Linked DNA regions of Sus scrofa: all the other regions are linked to region 2. Evidence: chromatin contacts called from public targeted proximity ligation data. All regions are on one chromosome and are shown on one strand. The core of a region is the stretch at or near the end of the contact, and the rest is flanking DNA. Distances in the headings are between cores, read along the strand shown. Region 1 has its middle 110 kb from the start of TRIB1. Region 2 overlaps NSMCE2 (E3 SUMO-protein ligase NSE2). Region 3 has its middle 20 kb from the start of TRIB1. Region 4 has its middle 53 kb from the start of TRIB1. Region 5 has its middle 14 kb from the start of TRIB1.

Evidence for each region.
Region 1: a targeted proximity ligation map of alveolar macrophages shows a contact between it and region 2. A contact is called at or near these places in 2 of 2 datasets of targeted methods (alveolar macrophages and skeletal muscle).
Region 3: a contact with region 2 is called in a targeted proximity ligation map of alveolar macrophages. A contact is called at or near these places in 1 of 47 Hi-C or Micro-C datasets (adipose tissue) and 2 of 2 datasets of targeted methods (alveolar macrophages and skeletal muscle).
Region 4: a contact with region 2 is called in a targeted proximity ligation map of alveolar macrophages. A contact is called at or near these places in 2 of 2 datasets of targeted methods (alveolar macrophages and skeletal muscle).
Region 5: a contact with region 2 is called in a targeted proximity ligation map of alveolar macrophages. A contact is called at or near these places in 1 of 47 Hi-C or Micro-C datasets (omental adipose tissue) and 1 of 2 datasets of targeted methods (alveolar macrophages).

Annotation. Positions count from the first base shown.
Region 1 is chr4:14,188,563-14,191,764 of Sscrofa11.1, forward strand. No RefSeq gene overlaps it. Among named protein-coding and RNA genes, the nearest start is that of TRIB1, 110 kb to the right of the region's middle.
Region 2 is chr4:14,572,730-14,575,784 of Sscrofa11.1, forward strand. The region is part of intron 2 of NSMCE2 (E3 SUMO-protein ligase NSE2); the gene reads right to left. Among named protein-coding and RNA genes, the nearest start is that of WASHC5, 24 kb to the right of the region's middle.
Region 3 is chr4:14,276,154-14,279,274 of Sscrofa11.1, forward strand. No RefSeq gene overlaps it. Among named protein-coding and RNA genes, the nearest start is that of TRIB1, 20 kb to the right of the region's middle.
Region 4 is chr4:14,243,604-14,246,866 of Sscrofa11.1, forward strand. No RefSeq gene overlaps it. Among named protein-coding and RNA genes, the nearest start is that of TRIB1, 53 kb to the right of the region's middle.
Region 5 is chr4:14,310,873-14,313,868 of Sscrofa11.1, forward strand. No RefSeq gene overlaps it. Among named protein-coding and RNA genes, the nearest start is that of TRIB1, 14 kb to the left of the region's middle.

The sequences.
Region 1 (3,202 bases), core at 434-2,933, 380 kb before region 2:
ACAGACCAAAAAAGGCTAACCTTCATACAGCATTTTCTCAATACCAAGTATGTTCTGAGCACTTGGTGTATGTGAATTCATTTCATTCTTACAACAAGCCTAGGAGGCTTAATGAAGGGACTGAGGCAGATAGAGGTTAAGTGATGCGACCAAGAGCACCAGTGAGTGAGTGAGAGAGCCAAGATTCACACTGGAGAAAATAGCTCCAAACCAATACTCCTAGACCATTAAGCTGCCCTGCACCAGGACCTACCATCCTGGTTGGCCTGGGACTGGGAGGCTTTCACGGATGCTGAACTTCCAGCACTAAAGCCAGGAGAGTCCCAGGCAAACCAGGACAGTTGGACAGAGGTTACAAACCAGCAGGCCTCTGGCCATGTCCAGCCCATTCTATTTAGACCATACATAATTATTACGAAATGAAATAAAATTGAACCAACTTTTTTTTTTTTTTTTTTGGCTTTTTAGGGCTGAACCTGCAACACATGGAAATTTCAGCTAGGGATCGAATCAGAGATGCAGCTGCTAACCCACAGCCACAGTAATGCCAGATTCAATCCATATCTGCAACCTACACCACAGCTCACAGCAACACCAAATCCTTAACCCATAGAGTGAGGCCAGGAATCGAACGTGCCTCATGGTTACCAGCCAGGTTCATTACCGCTGAGCCACAACGGGAACTCCTGAGCCAACATTTAAAAATTAGAGATTTATTTAAACATTAAGAGATTTATTTTGGGGAGGTTGGGGTATGGATTTGGGCAGAGTGACAATAGCTGCCGGGCTCTGTCACCCCAGCAACAGCCCACCTCCGCCCTCTGCACTTCCCTCCCAAACACACACACACACACCAGGTGTCACATGTCCTGACCCCCGCCTGTTGGGCCCATTTCTATGCCTGACTGTTGTGTTTATTTACAGGACAGTGAGACCTGGTGTCACAGAATCACCCTGATGCGTTAGAGCACAGCTCCAGAACCTCTGAATTATTGGGGTGCTTTGAAGCTGCCTGGGACACACCTCAGCCCAATAGAATCAAACTTCCATGTGCACGTGAATTGGCAGGAGAGGAGGCAGGTTCTGGTTCAGTGGGTCAGGGTGGCGCCTGAGATTCTGCATTTCTAACAAGCTCCAAGGTGATGTTGATGCTGCATTTCCAGGGACCACACACTGAGGGGCAAGGGGCCAGAAGACAGCGCCTCATTCCTGTGTGAGCCAACTGAGCTGGCTCGTCTGGACTCGGTCTCCTTGGAGACTCAGCAGCAAGGTCTCCAGACCAGAGACTGGCAGCAAGCAGCCCCAGGTCACACAGAGCAGCCAGAACACACAGATCTTTGCTGTTGTCCCCTGTCTGCGCTGCCTCCCGGCTGCACCCACCCGCCCAAATCACAGCACCTCCTAGCTCACTTTGTGGGGCGAGGCTAAGGTGAAATTCACCAAGGAGACGTCAGCTCCAGGAGAATCTGCCTTTGAATGGGGGGGTGAGGGGGTGGCAGTCCTAGGTGGAAAGGGGTCCCAGTGCAGGTGAAGTGTGCAGCATGCATGCAACAGAGAGCGCAGAGGCTGATGAAGGGAGGGATGTAAGCTCGGGGCACAGAGCTGTCCCCTCCCCTGGCCCTGATGAGGACACCCCATGGTGCCTGAGTCAGACAGAGGGCCTGTGAGCTCAGCCCAGGGCTGCTGAGCTGGGAGGGTGAGTCAGAGGGCGTGTAGTGAAGTGAGCGTCTCCCTGGCCAAATATGGGGCTGTGTTCTGCACCGTCTTGCCACCGTTCAGGCTGCCAGAGGCCGAGGGCTGCGTCTGCTCCCTGGGACAGCAGGTCCCTGATGAAGAGGGGAACGACGGCACACTCGCTGACCACCCCACCCCCGAACCTGGCTGGGTGCGGATGGGTGAGCCGGTGGCGGGGGGGGGAGGGCACTTAGCTTTGCCCTCTCCGAACACCTTGGCACCTTGCCCCTGCACATCAGCTCACCCACACCATTATATAAAGCATGAAACAGAGAAGTAAGAATAACATATTTTGAAACAGTATTTTTGTCCTAACAGGGTCCTGGCCTGCTGTCATATGCCCACAGGACTATAGGCTGGGGTGGGAGTAGGAAAGAGACCACATCTTGTGTTTCCTCATATGACACTGCACCTCCTCGCCAACCCCATGCCACACGCAAAGCCTGGAACAAGGCAAACATGATTAACTATTTGTTAAATAAATTACCATGTGTATTGTGTGGGTGCATGTGTGTACGTGTATGTGAGTTTCTCTGCCACTAGAATTTTTTTTTTTTTTTTTTTTTTTTGTCTTTTTAGGGCTGCACCTGAGGCATATGGAGCGTCCCAGGCTAGGGGTCAAATCGGAGCTGTAGCCGCTGGGTTACAGCACAGCCACAGCAACACCAGATCTGAGCTGCATCTGCAACCTACACCACAGCTCACAGCAATGCCAGATCCTTAACCCACTGAGCGAGGCCAAGTGTGTCCTCATAGATGCTAGTCAGATTCATTTCTGCTGAGCCATGATGCGAATTCCTGCCACTAAACTTTTAATTCCTTGAGTAAATAACTGACATAGCGTGCCCTAGGTTCTGGGCACTGTTTTGAAAATCTTCTCATGTTAGCTCATTTAAGAAAAGGATTAACTCGTTTAATCCTCACAACAAGTCTAAGAAGAAAGCACTGTGATTATGCTCATGTTACAGATGAGGAGCCTAAACACCAGAGAGGCTAGGTAACTCGCCCTAGTTGCAGAATCGGGATGCTAACCTCAAGAGAGTGGACTCTGATTCTGTGCTTTTTTTTTTTTTTTTTTTTTTTTTTTTTTTTTGTCTTTTTGCCTTTTCTGGGGCTGCTCCTGAGGCATATGGAGTTTCCCAGGCTAGGGGTCGAATTGGAGCTGAAGCCACCGGCCTACGCCAGAGCCACAGCAACGTGGGATCCGAGCCGCATCTGCAACCTACACCACAGCTTGTGGCAGCACCAGATCCTTAACCCACTGAGCAAGGCCAGGGATCGAACCTGCAACCTCATGGTTCCAAGTCGGGTTCGTTAACCACTGAGCCACAAGGGGAACTCCCTGATTCTGTGCTCTTAATTCTATTTGATTCATTTCTGTATCTCTGGTGGACAGCACAATGCCTGGCATGGGTATGCAGTGATACGTGTATGCTGACTAGATGAATGGCATAATTAATTTGTTCAT
Region 2 (3,055 bases), core at 547-3,046:
GATATTTACACACACAGACACACACACACAGACACACACACACACGCCAAAATAAATAAATTCAGCAAGGTTGTGGGATACAAGATCAACATATAAAAATCAACTGTGTATTTAAACATTTGCAATGAATAGCACCAAAAAGAATAAATTGTTTTAGAATAAAGTAACAAAAAATGTAAAACTAATAATCTGAAAACATTGAAAAAAGTACAGAAGATATAAATAGATGCTAAAAAAAAATCCTATGGTCCTATGGAAAACAATATTGTTGAGATGATAATGTTTCCCAAATTGAACTATAAGCTTCATGCAATCCCATCAGAACCCAGCTGGCTTCTCTGTAGAAAGTGATAGGCTGATCCTAAAATTTATACAGAATTACAAGAGACCCCCCCCCAAAAAAACTCAAAACAATTTTGAAAAAAAGGAGTAAAGTTGGAGGACTACACTTTTCAACTTCAAAACTTCCTGCAAAGCAGCAGCTACAAGACAATGTGCTGATGGCAGAAGGATAGGCATACAGAATTCTATCAATGGAATAGAATTAATTGAGAGTCCAAAAATAAACTTGTATGTCAATGGTCAACTGATTTTCAACAATGAGGTACCAAGACTATTAATGAGGGAAGAATGATGCTGGGACAACTGGACAGCCACATACAAAAGAATGAAACTGGACCATTAGTCAAGCCATCTACAAAAATTAATTCAAAAATGGATCTAAATATAATAGCTAGAGCTGTGAAACTCCTAGGAAAAAATATAGGAATAAATTTGCATGACCTTAGATTTGACAATAGATTCTTAGGTATGATCAAAAACACATGTAACAAAAGAGAAAATAGATAACCGGACTTCACCAAATAAAAAACTTCTATATTTTAAAGAACACTATCAATAAAGTAAAAAGACAACTCACAGAATGGGAAGAAATATAAATCATACATTTGATTTTGGACTTGCATCCAGAATATATAAAGAACTCTTACAACTCAAAAATAGAGACAGAAATAACTCAATTTGAAAATGGGCAAAGGATCCAAATAGACATCTCTCCAATACAAATGTCCAAAAAGCACATGAAAATATACTGCACTTCATTAGTCATCAGAAAATGCGAATCAAAACCATGATATCAATTTGTACACAAACGTTCAGAGCAATATTTCTTAATAATATCCAAATAATAATTTATTAATAATAACAACCCAATGTCCAGCAACAATGAATGCATAGATAAGATGTGGTACATTCAAACAATGGAATATGATGTAGTCATAAAAAATAGAGCAATTGACTGGAAGGGGTTAAAAAGAAATCTAGGTTAGTTATCAAAAATAAAACCTAGAGTTCCCACTGTGGCTCCATGGTTAACAAACCCAACCAGTATCCATGAGGACACAGGTTCAATCCCTGGCCTCGCTCAGTGGGTTAAGGATCTGTAGTTGCTGTGAGCTGTGACGTAGGTCGCAGACACGGCTCAGATCCTGCATTGCTCTGGCTGTGGTGTAGGCCTGTAGCTGTAGCTCCGATTGGACCCCTAGCCTGGGAACCTCCATATGCTGTGGGTGTGGCCCTAAAAAGACAAAAAAAAAGTAAAACCCCATCAAGGGATATAATGAAACATTAATGAAATCATTTTAAATCAATCATTATGGCAGATAGTGCTAGAATGCAGGGGAAGGGGAGATTCAAATGTCAACAAAGCTTCCTCTCAACTTCAGTCTAGGCATCAGTGCAGGCTCTTAAAGCCCTTCAAAGAAGTTCACACAAAGAATGCCTCTTGCACTTGGTCACATGCAAAACTGAAGCAAGAAGCACATCTATTTGGTGCTTCCCCAAGGGCCTTCTCCAAACTGGGTTCATAACTCCCACCCACAGGGAGAAAGCCAGGGCCTGAAGCAGCACCAAGAGACAAGCAAATTAGCATTTCCAAGGTCAACTGCTGACAGGCCTAATTGTTTACAGCAACTAGAGTGTTCTGGCTGCTTAAGAGGCTTACTCCCTCTAGCTTGCTCAAGACCAAAAGAAACTAAATTACCACATCAGCTACAAAATATGAAAGTAGTGTAGGTGTGGAGTCAAATCAGCATGTGACATTTCAAACAGAAGCAAATATTAATAGGATCTGCAGAAGTAAGTTTAAGCTGGTTAAACAATTTGGGGAAAAACCTAAAATACCAATCACGCCAGTGGTAGAGGGCGACTAATACAAAGAGAAAAAAGAGAAAGGAAAAAACAGAAATCGGTAAATAGTATTATCTTGTTTTACTAACTGGTTCAATGTGAATATCACCAAAACCTCTAAAAAGCTACAAAACTGATTGATTTAACTACCCTTAAAATTTCTTGATAGAGTCACTGAAAAGTGAAATACCCTCTCTACTTGCTATTACAGTTGCCATTTGCCACATGCAGTGGCAATTAGGCATTTGAAATTTGGCTAGTCTGGATTGAGATCCATCATAAGATTTTGAACTTGGAACCTGGCACAAAAAAAAGAATGTAAATGTAAAAATAACTCAATTTTAATACTGATTACATACTGAAATAATATTCTAGGCACATTAGATTAGATAAAACATTACTGAAATTAATTCCTACTCTTCTTGCCTTTTGTAATGAGGACGGTGGAATATTTTAAGTTACATACGCGGCTCACATTATATTTTTATTGGACAGTGCTGCTACATATAAATATAACTTTCCACTTATATAGAACACACAATTTCAGTTATAAAGCACAGAAAGAAGAGGGATAAATAAGTCTGGATAATAAAATAATTTTCTCTAGAATAATCAAATTGGTTTCATCTGTTAATCACCAATCAAATAAAAGCATGTTTCTGCTTACTGAAAGACAAACTTCAATGTCTTTTAAAAAGCCTTGATGTTTCAAAAATGATCCTAAGTCTGTTCTACCTCTGCCATGAATTGTACTCTTTGCCTAGAATTAAACTAGTCTTAATTGTTTTCAATGATCATACGTATAATACAAAATGCTAGTTTAATTTTAAAATCTGATCGAGCGACACCATTTCAGTTCTTTCTGTAG
Region 3 (3,121 bases), core at 513-3,012, 300 kb before region 2:
TGACACGCCCGGCCCCTTCACAAATGCTACTCAGACCCCGGGGGAAGCCAGGGCAGGGTCACAGTAGCTCACTATCAGTGTTATTTTTCTTTGCCCTTCACCAGACATCAAGGGCCTGCAGTTAGTCACCAAGGCTTGTTCCCCTCTGTGAACCCCGCAGGCCCCAGCAGAGTTTTTGGTACGTGGGGGAAAAAGATGATGAGCCAAAGTACACAGGCCCTGTGATCTGACAGTCTCGAGTTCACACCCTGGCTCTGACGCTAGCTGTGCACACTTGGGTAAGTTACGTAACCTCTCTGAGCCCCAGTTTTCATGTTAAGAATGAGGATGACCATCCCAATCTTGCAGAGGGAATAAATCTGATAATGTCTAGAGCTGCCTGACAGTGTCTGCCACAGAGCAGGCCTCCAGAAGGTTAGTTTCCTTGTCACCTTTAATCATGTGAATGCGCATCTCCCATGGTTTGAGTGTAAGCACCGAGAGGGCAGGGATCATGCAAAGGTCCTATAAATGGGAGACTTTGTGAGCGAGTAGTAGATGCTCCCCAAATACTTGAGAGTCAAACATCTGGGTGGTCCTTAGAGGGGGCAGCATAGGGCGGGGGTAGGGGCTTGTGGGGGTGGCACAGCTGGAACGAATCTTTATTTGATGCTAACTTTCCTCTGGGCAAAGCCTCTGTACCACACCTCCTTCCTTTTTTTTTTTTTTTTTTTTTTTTTTTTTGTCTTTTTGGGGCTGCACCCATGGCATATGGAAGTTCTCAGGCTAGGGGTCAAACTGGAGCTGCAGCTGCCAGCCTACACCACAGCCACAGCCATGCAGGACCCAAGCTGCATCTTCGACCTACACACAGCACACGGCAATGCTGGATCCTTAACCCACTGAGCAAGGCCAGGAATTGAATCTGCATCCTCATGGATACTGGTCAGATTCAGTACCCCTGAGCCACAACAGGAACTCCTTTTTTTTAATAGATAATTTTAATAAGTCAATATCCATTTTGGAAATTGAGCCAATAATCAAAACTTTCCACAAAAGACATCAGCAGGTAGATGGTTTAACTAGCGAATTACACTAAACATTAGAGGAAAAGAGGATACAGATTTTCCATAATCTATTCCAGAGAATAAACGCAGGAGAACACTTCCTAATTCCTTATATGAGGCTCGTGTTACCCTAATATTAATTAGATCACGTTGCCTGATGGTGCTGCTCAGGTCTATATCCTTACGACTTTTCTTTCTTTTTAGGGCCCCACCTGGGGCGTATGGAAGTTTCCAGGCAGGGGTGGAATTGGAGCTGCAGCCACCGCCCTACACCACAGCTCACAGCAACACCAGATCCTTAACCTACTGAGCGAGGCCAGGGATCGAACCCACATCCTCAAAGACACTATGTCGGGTTCTTAACCCGCTGAGCCACACCAGGAACTCCTCCTTACAATTTTCTGCCTGCTTGTTTTATCAGTTCGTGGCAAAGGGATATTAATGTCTCCCATGGTATTGGTCAATTTGTCCATTTCTCTTAAACGTCTTAAATGTTTTCCTCGCCTCCTTCATAAAGGAGAATAAGTGATGCGACACCCAGGGCCTTCCTGTCCCACCTTCTGTCCCATGGTCACCTTCAGAGTCTGTGAGACACTGAGGCTCCAGAGACCCGCGAGACCGAACAGAAGCTCCCTTCTGGCCTCAGGAGGGAAAGGGGAAGCCGTCCGGTCCAGGTTCCAGCTCTATTTGACTTGCTCGGCCTGGCCATCCCCGCAGGCTGCATTCCGAGGCCCTGCGCCAGGCTGGTGTGTAACAGGCTCCAGCCACCCTCTTGTTACCTAATGCTTTCCTAATCTGCAGTTTACGCAAGACGCGTACAAATCTCTGAGAAACACCAAGAGAAATACCCGAGCAGGCACCTCCCGGGCCGGCCTGTACCCTGCCTGGGGGCTGGCGGTTTCGCCTGGAGATGCTTGCTGTTGGTTACCCCGTGGGTGACTTGGTGCATGACATGGAGCCCCGCTTCTCACACGAGGCTCCCAGCAATCTTACCTTCACCCCTTCTCTTCCATCGCTCACCTTGGACTAAAAAAATCTACACCAAGTAGTGGGCAAATGCTTACCTCTTTCAGTAAAGCAGATCTTTCAACCAATGTTGCTGGAATGATAAGCCAATCCATATCAAAAAACAAAACAAAACAAAACAAAAAAACCAAAGCCTTGACCCTTAGTTCATATCATACATAAAAGTCAACTCAAAATCTTAAGATGGATCATTGACCTGCATGTAAAGCCCACAACAATAACACTTGTCCAAGAAAATAAATGTGGGATAAAATCTTTGTAACACTGTAAACTTTTCTTAGAAAGTGCATGAACCATAAAAGAAAAAAGGGGATAAACTGAGCTTAAAAAAAGGTAAAACTTCACCTCCTCAAAAAGCAGTCTTTAAGAACATGAAAAGACAAGTTGTATCCAGGGAGGATCAACGTATTTGCAAAACATGTATTGGATAAAGAACGTGCATCTGGAATATGAAAAGAATTCCCATATCTCAGTAAGAAAATCGACATCCCAACGGGAAAAATAGGCAAAACACCTGATCAGATACTTCATCAAAGAAGAGAGGCAGATGACAAAGTGTCAGAAAAGATGCTCACTAGGCATCAGGGAAGTGGAATTTAGAACCACAATGAGGTACCACTGCACATCTACTAGGATGACTAAGGTATTAATTAATTGACTAACTATGAATTCTTAATGAAGATGCGGAGCAACTGGTACACTCATACATCGCTGATGGGGATGCAAGATACAGTCGCCTCTCTGGAAAACAAGGCAGTGATTTCTTATCAAGTTAAACACACAATCCAGCAATCCCACGTCTAGGTATGCACCCGAGAAAAAAAATACATATCTTCACACAGACATGTTCGCAAATGTTCACGGCAGCTTTATGGGAACTTTTGCAGTAACAGAAATATTTGAAATCTTGATTATGGTGGAATTTACATAGGTAGATGCATTTGCCAAATTTTATTTACCTGTAAACTAGACAAAGATGAATTTTACTGTAGGGAAATTATACCTCAATGAATATGACTTTTAAATATTATAAATTAGAATAAAATAAA
Region 4 (3,263 bases), core at 143-2,642, 330 kb before region 2:
GGGTGATTTGGAGGGGGCATGGGGCAGCGGGAGGTGACCCGTAGGAGGGAAAAGTTTTGCTTTAGACATGATAAGACTTGGGAGTGAGGGGTTCCCGTGTGGCTCAACAGTAACAAACCCAACTAGTATCCATGACCATGTGGGTTTGATCCCTGGCCTCGCTCAGTGAGTTAAGGATCCAGCTTTGCCATGAGCTGTGGTGTAGGTCGCAGATGCGGCTCAGACCTTGTATGGCTGTGGCTGTGGTGTAGGCTGGCGGCTAGAGCTCCAATTCGACCCCTAGCCTGGGAATTTCCATATGCTGCGATTGCAGCACTAAAAAGCCAAAAAAAAAAAAAAAAAAAAAAAAGAAAGAAAGGAAAAAAAAAGGCTTGGGAGTGAGCAAGGCAATAAGGAGATGAGGGTGAGGGGAGAAGACAGGGATCAGAAATTGGAGAAAGGGAGGCAGAACCCAAAGAGGCTGGAGAGGTAGACCCAGAGGTGCCTGGACCTCTTGATGGCAGGGGTCAGACTTTGCTTAACCACAGCCAGGGGTTGGAAATACTTCTTACACAGTGACCCAGCATCCACGTGTAGAGAGTGACCTATGTACACACACACACACACACACACACACACACATGCATGCACACAAGCAGAAAAAAATGGAGGAGATGGATTGGGGTTTGGAGGTGACTAAAGGAATTTCATCTGGATCTGATGGGATGGGATGGGATGTTCCCCAGTGACATCTGGGTTTCACGCACAAGAACGCACAGAACACCTTCAGAACCGCGTACGCTCCCTAAACCTCCAAGGCAGGGGCAGGGGCGGGGTCTCTGTCCTTGCCTTTGTAACTGTGGGTCATGCATCTGTATCTGGGGGCTGGGGGACCTCTTTCTGTATGTCTGTTTTTCCATGCCTGCATATCTGTGTGTATCCCATTTTCTGACTCAATTTATCATTTCTCTGGGACACACTGTCCTAGAATCTTATACCAGATGTTAACATCTCTGAGCCTCAATTTTCCCAGCTGTGAAGTGGGTGTAATAATGCCTACCCCTTGGAGCGGTTGTGAGGATTATTTGAGAGAGCAGATGAAAGTACTGCTAAATCATAGCAGCTATTCAGATGAGGGGGTGGGCAGTAGTGATGGTGGTAGTAGTAACAGATTCTAGCCAAGAGGAAAAGGATAGAAAGGATGAAGGATTTAATCAATTGACCTGTAAGACCAGCCTGGAGGGTAGGCAGGGATGTGGCCACCTGGTCACCATGGTTTGGGGCTGGAAAGTGACCACACACCCCAACCCCACCCCAACCCCATCCCAACCCCATAGATTCACCACCCAAACCAACCCTTACAAAAGCCTGAGGCATCACGTTCTTGCTCAGCAACTGACTTATGAGCCAGACCACATCATCCTCCCCATCCATAAGGCAGCCAATCCTCCAGCCTCCTCTGATCCAGGGGCTGTCTCCCTCCAGGGTGGCGTGAAGCTTTCTTCCCCAGGGCACCCATCCTTAAAGGACCATTCCACATCCGAGTGCAATTTCCCAACGCTCCTTTTTCTCTGTTCTTTTCCAGGGACCCAGTGCCCCAAGCGTTCCAAAAATAAGAGAATATCCCCAAATTTGGCCTGGGGCGGGGGGATCGGCCCCTTCCTGAGACCATCACCCAGGGCCATCCCTGTTGCAACGGTGGTCTCGTAACAATCGCTTACAAACCCGGTTAGGCAAGTTGCTTTTGCGTGATGGGCTATCTTGAGTAAATAGCATCCTATGTCCCCTGCCGGTCACTTGCTCAAGACATTGCTGGACATTGCATTAGAGTCACTGACACACAGAGTTTTGAAAATGAAAACAGGCCCTCTGGCTTCTGATCAGATAGCATTTAACTCATTCGTGATTGCGCCAGGGTTTCCCAAGGCTCTGGGGCCACAGAACGGCTCTTGCTACAGTGCAGACAGAGGCTGGTGGGGACAGTTGGAGCCTCGGGCCACCCAACGATGAAGCTTCTAAGAGTGAACAGGCCAGCTGGGGTCTGCATCACCTTGGCCCCAGTAGCCCCCATGTGGTCCTCTGGGGCCGTTTAGCCTGTTGAGCTAATCCAGGTTCGACCCCCACGGGGTTGGGGGAGTAGATGTGGTTCCAGTCTCTTAATTTGATCCCTTATTCTGGGGGCCTTTCCTGATGATAGAGATCCTGAACTGACAGGGGTAGATAAGATACATTTCAGGCATCTATCGCTATGCGACACATCAGCCCAAAACCATGATTTAGAGCAGTGATGGAGATCCCGCGGTGGCTCGGCAGGTTAAGAACACAACAGGTATCCATGAGGATGTGGGTTGTTTGTTTGTTTGTTTGTTTTTTAATGAGGACTTTCTTTCCTTATTTCTTTTTGTCTTTTGTCTTTTTAGGGCCACACCTGTGGCATATGGAGGTTCCCAGGCTAGAGGTCTAATCAGAGCTATAGCCACCGGCCTTCACCACAGCCCCAGCAACACAGGATCCGAGCCATGTCTGTGACCTATACCACAGCTCACGGCAACACCGGATCCTTAACCCAGGATGTGGGTTTGATCCCTGGCCTCGCTCAGCCGGTTAAGGATCAGCAGCATACGTGGCAGATGCAGCTCGGATCTGGCGTGGCTGTGGCTGTGGTGTAAACTGGCAGCTGCAGCTCCGATGCAACCCCTAGCCTGGGAACTTTCATATGCTGCAGGTGCTTTCCTAAAAAGACTGAAAAATTTAAAAGATAATAATAATAAAGCCATGACTGAACTTCTCACACTTCTGCTGGTCAGCTAGACAATTCCTCTGCTGGTTTTGTCTGGGTCTGTTGGATGGTCACTGGGAGTAGAAGCTCCAAGATGGCCTCAGTCATGAGTCTGGAAGGTGGTACTGGCCTTCTCCTCCATGAGGGCCTCCCATCCTGCAATCAGCAAACCGGCTGCCTTACATGGGGGGTCTCAGGGCAGCATCCCAGGGAGTGAAGCGTCTTGGAGGCCTGGGCTTCAGAACTCACAGGCCCTCACATCCATCATGTTCTGCTGATCCAAGCAACTCACAAAACCCAGCTCCGGTTCAAGAACTCACAAAATAGATTTCACCTCTTGATAGGGCTGCTGCAAAACATTTTTCAGTTTTCCACAAGGTGGGGAAAATATCCATGGCTCCACGGAAAGCATTAGAAAATAACTTGGCAAAGTTATATGTTCTGAATCAAAAATCCAGACTCCCAGACTGACATGCATGTAAAAGTAAGTCCACAGGTTCCCTTC
Region 5 (2,996 bases), core at 384-2,883, 260 kb before region 2:
GCTAGTGGCTACAGCTCCGATTCGACCCCTAGCCTAGGAACCTCCATATGCCGCAGGAGCGGCCCAAGAAATAGCAAAAAGACAAAAAAAAACAAAAAACAAAAAACCTCACTATGGGATCAGGGTGAGTTAGGGCCCCCCATTCTGCAGGTGAGGAACCCAAGACCCAGAGGGGGTGCGCAGCTTGCTCTGTGTCACAGCTGATCAGTGGCAGGGCAGGACTGTGGACTCTTTGGGGTAAGATGGAGCAGCCCAGCCCATCCATGCCCCCCGCCCACTCCCCAGTCTGGTGTTGGCATCCTAATCCTCTTCATTTCCCCCCAGAGGACCAGCCCTTTCCTGGGGGTGTCTGGGCTAGATCCAAGGTCCAGCTGGTCCTGCCACAGGCACTGTCTGGATGGTGGGAAAGAAAATACCTATCCTTCTCTTTCCTTCCCCGCCCCCCCACCCTGTGCCCAACCTCCAGTTGGCTGAGCCAGCACCTGGGCGGGGAAGAGGGTAGAATGGCGCTATTCAGAGAGTTTTCCTGATGCAATAACTGATTGCAAAACGCTTGCATCCCTGAGCATTTTATGGAGGGTGGTAATTTTGAGCAGAAGCAGGAAACCCCAAACTCAGCCAGCTGCCAGAACAAGGCACTGCAGGTCAAATGCTAGTCCAGAAATACAGTTACCCCAAGGCTGGGGCATTAGAAAAAAACAACCAGAACACCACCAACAACCCTAGAGTTGATCCAACTCTTCCACACCCCTAATGGCATTTGATCAACTAAGTCTGCTCAGATGGGAGGGGGCAAAGCCAAGGCTCCATTTACAGCCCAAGGTCAGCAGATGAGGAAAGGGGAGAAGGCTGAAATCTGACCCCCAGCTCCAGGTCTAGAGCTCCCTGGTGACTGATGATGCTGAGGAGAGTTCCGAGGCAGGCAGAGGAGTACAGGAACCTGTAGCCAAATCTTGCCTCTGCATCATCAGCCTGGTCCCTTAACCTCTCTGAGCCTTACTTTCCTCCTCTGCGGGTGTGAGAGGGTTGTGGTTAAGGGTTTGAGCTCTGGAGTCATAAGGCCTGGACTTTAATCCTGGCTACACTCATAGCCTGCACGACCTTGGACAAGTCACATAACCTCTCTGTGTTCGTTTCCTTGCCAGTCAAGTGAGGTTTTTCTTTCTTTTTTTTTTTAGGGCCGCACCTGCTGCATATGGAAATTCCCAGGCTAGGGGTCGAATCAGAGCTGTAGCTGCCAGTCCACACCACAGCCACAGTCAAGTCAGATCTGAGCTGCTTCTTCAACCGACACCACAGCTCATGACAACACATCAAAATTGCCTCCTCATGGATACTAGTCGGGTTTGTTACCGCTGAGCCACGACAGGAACTCCAAATGAGCATTTTTAAACCCACCTACAGGCCTGCTGTGAGGATTTGCTTAGCTAATGCCAGTAAGGCTCTTAGCACAGGCCTGGGTTATAGCAAGCAGTCAATAACTGTTAACTATTATTGTTATCTGCAAAATGAAGAAGAGAGCTTTTGGAGATGAAAGGAAACAGCACATTCCATGTCCGTGTGTGTGTGTGTGTGTGTGTGTGTGTGTGTGTGTGTGTGTGTGTGGTGTTTTGGGAAGGAAGTGCAGGGGGGTTCCCCACAGATGGAATTGGAACCTTCTAGAAAGGAGGAAGAAGCAGAAGATGGGAATCTGCGCGGGCCCTGGGTCTGCTTTGGGATATTTCCTCTTGAAACAGCTATCTGGTCTTCACCTGTGTGCTCCCTCGACTCTTGCCTGTGTCCAGAGCTGCCCTTGTCCAGCCACTCCACATTCCCAGCATCAATTCCCTTGGAAGAACCATCTCAAGCTGAAAATCTTCCTGGCCAGAGTAGCGAAAGAGTCAAAATGTAAATACACATGGGCCTCAGAGTTTCATAACTGCCCTGAGTCATTTCTTTTCACAGAATACACAGCCATGGGACAAGTGTTCTGAGTCTTATCAGTGAGGCTCAACCCAAGTGCCTTCCAGACATTTCTCATCCAGGTCCTTTCCAAGCTTTCTCCACTGAAAAGATTCTCCGGCTGTTTATGCTAATGGCAGGTCAAGGTTCCAAAGAGGAAAACAGGACCCAGGCCTCAAATTTCTGCCATCAAACATCATTTCTGTCTTCCTAATTCTTGGCTATTCCTGACCATTTCTCAGCTGCCTCAGAGGTCTGGCAACTTGCCATGTATTAGTTAGATGTTCTTTAGTTTGCAAGTAGCTGGAATTATAGTATTACATAAATAGAGTTTTGGTTGTTTTTTTTTTTTCTCACATGAAAGAAATTCAAAACTGAACAAGGACTGTTGTCATTTTGGCAGCAGTGATGTCAAAGCCATACCTACTATGAGTTTCTTGCAACCTCAAGTTGCAAGATGGCTGCTGAAGCACCAGATGTCGCATCTACTCTCAAGATTGAAAAAGGAGAGAAGGGCACAAAATAGTGGTACCACTAGTGTCAAATATTCCAGTATCAGGTATTTATTGTTGCATAAAATACCACTATAAAACTTAGTGGCTCAAAACAACAATCATTTATTAACTTATGATTCTGAGGGTCAGAGTTTGGGCTGGGATCAGCCAGCAGTTCACCTGGGCTGCTGGGCTCATTCATGTGACAGCAGTCAGTTGCTGGCTCAGTGGGGCTATATCACCTGAGAGAGCCTAATTCACATAGCTGGAATTTGATGCTGGCTACTGGAGATGTGGTGACAGAAGCAGAGGTCAGAGTGATGCCATTGCTGGAAGGGGACCACAACCCAAGGAATGTGGGTGTCCTCTATAAGCTGGAAAATGCAAGGGATGGATTCTTCCTTGAAACTTCCAGAAAGAATAAATTGTGCCAACACCTTGATTTTACCCCAGTAAGATCCATTTTCAACTTTGGATATCCAGAACTGTAAGATAATAAATTTGTATGAAGTCACTTACATTTGCAATAAATTATTACAGCAGCAATAAGAAACTATCTCC